Regions from separate parts of the Zea mays genome. Here region 2 is linked to region 1. Evidence: chromatin contacts called from public Hi-C data. All regions are on one chromosome and are shown on one strand. The core of a region is the stretch at or near the end of the contact, and the rest is flanking DNA. Distances in the headings are between cores, read along the strand shown.

Region 1 (3,589 bases), core at 689-3,188:
AACAAGGGTGTTTGACTTAGAGATAGGAAAAAGAATTTGATTTGCAAAAACAAACCAAGTGGTGGCAAAGAATGATCCAAATATGCCAAATCCTAAGTAAAGAGAATTTGGTCTTCATTTTGCATTGATGTTGCACTTCTCTTGTTGCTTTTTGATGTGTTGACATAAGTCACCAAAAAGGGGGAAATTGAAAGGGAAATGTGCCCTTGGGCCATTTCTATAATGTTTTGGTGATTAAATGTCCAACACATATTGATTAAGTTCTTATGTGCTAAATGAGTGAGAAGTGCAAATCAAAGAACAAGGTATGTTTCTAGACTTAGTGAATTGTTTTTCAATACTAATATTGTCTATCTAAGTACTAGAAACAGTGCCAAGAAAAGAAGACTTGAATTGGAGAAGAGTTGGCTAAGTACATCCAAAACCAGCTCGGGCCTGGCACACCGGACTGTCCGGTGGTGCACCGAATAGTGTCCGGTGCCCTAGGCTGGTCAACGGTGAACCGGCTGCTCTCGAGAAAAGAGAAAGGCGATGTGGCTATAATTCACCGGATTGTCCGGTGGTGCACTAGACTGTCCGGTGAGTCAACGGTGCCAGCGGCCAACGGTCGTTCGCGCTATCAACGTGCGACACGTGGTCCGTGCCAACGGTCGGATGGGCACACCGGACTGCCCGGTGTGCACCGGACAGTATCTGGTGCGCCAACCGGTCCCGAGGCCCAACGGTCGGCTGCACCCAATATGGAAGGAGATCGCGCACCGGACTGCTACAGTGGTTGTCCGGTGGTGCACCGGACTGTCCGGTGCACCACTCGACAGAAGGCAAGAATTGCCTTCCAAGTTGATCTCCAACGGCTCCTAGCTTTCTTGGGGCTATAAAAGGGACCCCTAGGCGCATGGAGCAACAAACCAAACTTACAAGAAACATCCTATGACACCTAGACTCTGCATTCACGCAATCGGATCATCGTTCTTGAGATTTGAGCACTGTTAAAGTTGTAAACTCCTTGAGCTGTGTTTGTGTGCTCACTTCTTCACTTGTGTGCATGTGTGCGCTGCGGATTTGGGTCTTGCGTGTGTTGCTCTCCCATCCTTACTCTTGTGCTTTCTTTGTGATCATAACCTTGTAAGGGCGAGAGGCTCCAACTTGTGGAGATTCCTCGCAAACGGGAAGAATACTCAAGATAACAGATTGTGGTATTCAAGTCAATCATTGGATCACTTGAAAGGGGTTGAGTGCAACCCTCGTCCATTGGGACGCCACAACGTGGAAGTAGGCAAGTGTTACTTGGCCGAACCACGGGATAAAAATCGTGTGTCTCGTGTGTTGCTTTTCTGTGATTGTTTTGTTCGCACGAGCTCGCTCCATAGCCACTTTGTTACACTAACACTTTAATAATCAAGTTTGTGGCTATTTAGTGTTTGATTTTACAGGATCACCTATTCATCCCCCTCTAGGTGCTCTCACATGAATAATTAATTTTGGAGTTATGGATTTTAAGTTATGAATTTCCAAAGGTTTTATGTATTTGATACAAGATTAACTAAGAAATAAATTTTATTACTATTTTCATGCCAAAACAGAGACACTAGGTGATAAACAATAATATTATAAAATTATAGAAATTGGAATGGATTAATTTGGACTAAGTATGAATTTCTAGCAATTTAACAAGTTTATGCAATTAAATGCGTACTAAAAACTATTTTCTAAATAATTTTTCTGGTTTTATCAATTATCTGGACTGCGCACCAAATTTCAGAAAGTGCAGGGGCTCTCCTATAAAAATCCCTAGACTCACACTACACCAGAGATGAACCGCGGGTTAATTCTCTATTTCCCAGGGTCCCTTTATAAAAACACACGATGAAGGGGTATCGGAGAGCTCTGGCCGTCCGATCCAAGATCTATGGCCCCGATTAGATTCCATCCCGCGCCAGAACGATGTGCGCAGGCAACCGTTCGATTGTCGATCTACGCACTAGATTCATTATGCCCTAATTCAGATGCGGAACCGTCCGATCGAAATCTAAAGGTGTCGATTCACCTAGCTGAAAGGGTATCTCCACATTTAATCGTGACCGGAGATCTACATATGTGCGGCAGAGAGCTAACCAGAGCGCGTTCTATCTTGGCCCTTGCTCACAGATCCGATGATCAGGAAGCTATCTTCCCCAATTCCGACCGGACAGGAGCGGGAGTGGCGGCGCCCAACGCCGAGCGGTAGGCAGCAAGCCGGCGATGTCTCACACGGGTAATCCTGGCTCTAAATCCCTAGCCGATTACTTCTACGCGAAGCTTAGGAAGCAATGAACACGACTGGCCAATTTTTACCTGCGTCAAGTTGATGCAGCACCCGGTCAACGCCACCCAGTGCTTAGGGGAGATGCCTCTGCGCCGGCGAGAAATCTCTGGCCCTTCCGTAGTTCCCTTGGCTCGGATTCGCTATCCCTGGCTTCAGTATACACCGATGAACCCCCCTGGTACACCCCCAAGAGCCCAATGCCCAAGAACTCCGGCACCGGATGGCGGCAACCCGCGGCTTCCAAGCCCTCTCTCTTCTCCCCCGGCTGTGTGGTCGATATGGCGGCGCTTGGTTTCAATCGCGTAAGTCGTAGCAGGGCAGCCAAAAGGAGCACAACCCACAGTTTTATTCCCAGACCTCAATCCCATCTACTCCCATGCGCAGGGGAGGAGGTCGTTCCGCCATTTCCCCACGGTCGCCGCAACCACTAGGAGCACGAAGGTTGACTCGTTCCTGGCCCCAGGTGTCAGCGAGATTAAACCCGTGCCCGTAAGAGCGATGTGAGGCTGACAGTGCGGGTCCCGTACGTCGGCGCGTGACCAAGCAGAGACGCGCGAACGAGAGACTGACGGGCGGGGCCCAGGTGTCGGCGCCAGTCTCTAGGCTGGGCTGCGCGGGAGCGGATTCTAAGGGCTGATTTGGTGCTAAGGGATCCCAAGGGGATCCATGGGGGAGGAATCCCCTTGTTATTCAAAATTGAATTGCAAGAGGATTTCTCCCCCATGGATCCCCTTGGGATCCCTTACCACCAAATCAGCCCTAAAGGACCGAAATGCGCAGAGTGGCCCAGTTAACTGTTTCTTTCCCTTTTATTTTCTTTTCTGTTTTATTTCCTTTTTGTTTTCCCTTTGTTTTCAAATTCCAAATTTAAATCCCTATTCAAAATTCAAACTTCATGATAAATTTGTTTCCCTATCACATGTCCAACTTAAACATTACATGGGTGAACCTATATATTTTTAATATTTATTTTATTAAAGCTTGTGCTTTGTTTTCTCCAAATTTCTAGGATTCCAAATTTAGGTTAAATGCCCATCTCAACTTTAGTATATTCCTTTTATCATTATATTCATGAGTGAATGCACAAACAATAACCACAGCATGATGCACAAATTATTTTAGATGTCATCAGTTAATTAATGATTTGTTCACATGTTATAATAAATGGAGGCAAACATATACATGTAAACAACTATATTCTCTTTTACACTTTTTGGGTATTACGATAAAGTCGATGGTAGATACAAACCTGCATTGGAACAAGTCTCGGTCGGCGACGTCAAT
Region 2 (3,488 bases), core at 629-3,128, 130 kb before region 1:
ATGCAACGCACAATTAAAGTTTTATTCGATCTAATCGTAATAAATAACTGCCATAAGAGATAGGTTGAGGTTTCCTCAATTAAAAAGTTGCAATGAGAGAAAGGAAAGATGACCGTGCGATGAGTTTTGGCTGGATTCCGACATTGGTAGCGGCACGCCGTTGACGGTGTAAATGGGTTGCTGTATATAAAATCTAAAGATAGTTTTCCATTCAGATTATACAAGTTAAATATAGGTTAAAATAAAAAAAACAAGGACTCACTCAACCATCATGAAATCTCCGTTCCCAAGCAACAAGGCAGCCCCCTCGGACGATGGTTTTGCACCGGCGAGGCAACAGCCAACAGGCCCACACCGCCGCAGGCCGCTGCGCCTGCGCCTGCGCCATGCGCAGACAGAGTGCAGCCTCCAACGCATCGTGAGTCGTCACGCAGCCCGAGCCAGCCTCTGACAAGGTCCAGAGCACGCAGTGCTGCTCACAGCTCACCCCTTCGCGTCCCCAGGAGGGACAGCAAGCCGGGGGGCCCCGCGCCCCCGCCCAGGAGCCGGATCGCCCCCACACCAGCGAGGCCGCCCTCCCCAAACACAACAGAAGAAAAATGATTCCCCCCGTGTACTGGTGTCTCAGGCACACGTAAACAGCAGAATCAACGCAGCGAGCTACCGTACCGATGCATGCTAAACCGGGTTGTTTTCTCGACTTCTGCGAGGGAGAGAAGAAAAAAAAGATTACAGCACGCACGACACAGTAATAACCCCTGCGGATTCCGTTTGCCCCTCGTGATTCCGAGGCCCAAGACCAGTAGACCACGGCACCATCGGTCGGCCCGCGGCGGCGCGCTACTCACGTGGCACGCGCGGCGCCGTGGGCGAGGAGGACGCTGGTGGGCGAGGAGAGGCCGAGCACGTGCTGGGGCGCGGCGACCCGGAGGACGGGGCTGCTGCCGCCGGCCGCCGCCGCCGGTGCCGCGGCGGCTTCCACAGGCTTTCTTGAACGGCCGCGGCCGCGGTGGACGTGCCGCTCGCAGTACTTGTGGCCCGGCACCACGTCGCGGGAGCACCGCCACTTCTTGCCGTCCGTGCGCCGGCACCGCCCGGGCTCCGGCTCCATGCTGCTGCGGTAGTCGAAGCACAGGCTGCCCAGGCCCATCACTGCAAGACATTCATTCATTCGTTCATTCATTCCAAACAGCCTCCTCCACGACGCCGGTCGTACCTCGTACGTGCCGAACAGTAGAAAAGCAAAACAAAAACAAACAAAAAAACACAAGGTATTGGAGCTTCTGCCGGTGCTTACGCGAGGGAAAGCGCTGCGGGCCGAAGGAGGACGCGGCGACGCTCTTCCAGATGGGGAGCACCAGGTGCACCGGCACCGGCGCGCCCGCGGCGAAGTAGCGGTAGATGAGCACCTGGTGCTCCAGCTCCTGCTGCTGCATGAACGTCAGCGCCGACGGCCTCTTGGGAGTCACCGTCGCGGGGGACACATCCGCGTCTCGCTCGCCGCCGCCGCCGCGCCCGCCGAGGCCCAGCCCCAGCCCAAGAACCAGCGGCGACGAGGCCGCCATGGTCACCTCTCCTGCGAACAGGACAGAAACGCCAAACACAGAGCGATCAGCTACCAGCTAGTACTTCAACTAACCAACCGGGGCTAGAACGTACTACTGCCTGCCCGCGCGTGCTTACCGGCGCTCGTGTCGGCGCGGGAGAGGCGGGGCAGCTTGGCCGGCGGCTGCGGCGAGTCGGTCTCCTTGTCCTCGGCCATTTCGGAGGGCTCCGGTATTGCGCTTGTCGACGTTGTCGTGGCGGTATGGTATGGAGTGGAAGGGAGAGGCAGCGCGCGGGTAGCAGGCAGCTTCTCGAGAGGAGGGAAGAAGAGGCAGCAGCGGTGTCAGAGGAAGTGTGAGGCGGTGGATATATTTATGCGTTATGACGGCTCCCGTCGTCTGGTCGCTCGGTACTAGTCGGTAAACTTGTGTCTGCGCTCCAAAGGCCACGGGGGACTGTGGTCGTCGTTGCAGTAAAAGCTGTGGGTCGTTGCGGTGGCAACGGCATCCTGTCCTGCCATGGCAGCGGCAGGTGACACGCATGGGCATTCCATATCTTTTGGCCTTTCGGTGGTTTCGGAGCACCGAGTTTTGGCTGCTGCTTTATCGCACAGCAAGCCCTTGGGTAGCATACGAATCCTTGTGCAGAAACCCGGTTTTGCCCATCCGATCGTATGTAGTGAGAGTGTAAAATACTAGTAGTGTTTTAAATTATGGATTACATTATTTATATATAAAGTTTGAAATAATAGTTAAGATAAGATTTGGAAAATAGAATGGGATTGAAATAGGATGTAAAAACCAAAAAGATAAGAGAAGGCGAGGAGTTGACTCAGTTCCTTAAAGGGATAGTTCCTTAGAGCTACTTTGGGTATTTTAGTATTAACCTTAATCCATATGTATTGAGGTGAATTGTACTGTAACTTAAACTAATTTACACCTTAATCTACCTCAATACATGTGGATTGAGATAAATACTAGAGTATCCAAACAAAACCTTAAAGAGGTGGTTAGTAACTTCTAGTCTGCGGCTAGAGAGGTTTCCAACATCGAGAATATCTGAGAGTTGTTTTTCCCTGGATTCATATGCTGGTTTGGTGTCTCTTGAGCCCACTTTTGGGCAGGCAGACGATCCGCGTCCAGACGGTCCATGGTTCGGACGGTCCGCGGTGGTGGCGTGGACGGTCCACGAGTGCGCATAATCAGTTAGGGTTCCGAGTTTCTTGTGGGATTTGTTAGCTAAATATGCGGGATTAACTCGGGAACCGACTTGTAACGTGTTCAGACCTCCCCTTTATATAGATGAAGTGCTACGACCGATTGAACCCCCACAATCGATCAAATCAAATCTACTTATCATTTTTACCTTATGTATTAGGAATAGCTCTAGTTTAGCCTCCCTCTGCCTCAAATCTTCACCTATCTTCGGTTCTATGTCGATTAGAGGCGTCTTGGGTGGCCTGCCGACGCCAAAACACACCCTAGGATCTCTCCTCCCGACGGGGTCCCTCCCAGGAGGCGAGATCTAGGTATGTTGCGAAGAAGAAGACCCTTCGCGTCGTCGCGGACCGTCCAGACGTACGTAGAGGAGGAGTCGCTCCTGCGCTCGTGGACCGTCCGGCCCAGGGTCGCGGACCATCCGCGACTCCACGAATAGTACCACCAGACGGTCCTTTCCAATGTTTGGTGCCCAGATCGGCGCTAATAGTGTCGTATAAATTGATTGAGAGATTGGTTGTCTGTTTGTTTCTGGTTTCCCTCTAGTAGCCTGCAGTGATCCACCGGTGGCATTTTCGGGTGGTTTCTCATGTAATTTCTAGATGCAACCACTGGATCCTTTTTTGCTTTCTTAAAAGCAGAGTAATAACTCATTCAAAAAAGGTAAAATCGGACTTGAGAGATAGAATGTATATGAATCCTGCCATTGCAATCATGCACCAGCGC

Evidence for each region. A called contact is a pair of places that touch in the nucleus more often than the background predicts.
Region 2: a Hi-C map of tassel shows a contact between it and region 1, with 2.4 times the contacts expected there. The contact joins the promoter of LOC100286247 here to the enhancer-like site in region 1. A contact is called at or near these places in 2 of 25 Hi-C or Micro-C datasets (leaf and tassel).

Annotation. Positions count from the first base shown.
Region 1 is chr4:160,983,135-160,986,723 of Zm-B73-REFERENCE-NAM-5.0, reverse strand. No RefSeq gene overlaps it. Among protein-coding and RNA genes, the nearest start is that of LOC103653911, 63 kb to the right of the region's middle. Within about 2 kb of position 1,938, at least 19 of the 20 cell types and tissues checked have an H3K27ac peak or open chromatin away from gene starts, as enhancers often do. A contact at or near this core is called in leaf and tassel, where this site is marked.
Region 2 is chr4:161,114,687-161,118,174 of Zm-B73-REFERENCE-NAM-5.0, reverse strand. LOC100286247 reads right to left here and starts at 1,878. Exons shown (of 3, transcript NM_001347197.1): 1 at 1,684-1,878; 2 at 1,298-1,576; 3 at 771-1,152. The coding sequence starts at 1,762. The coding sequence ends at 845.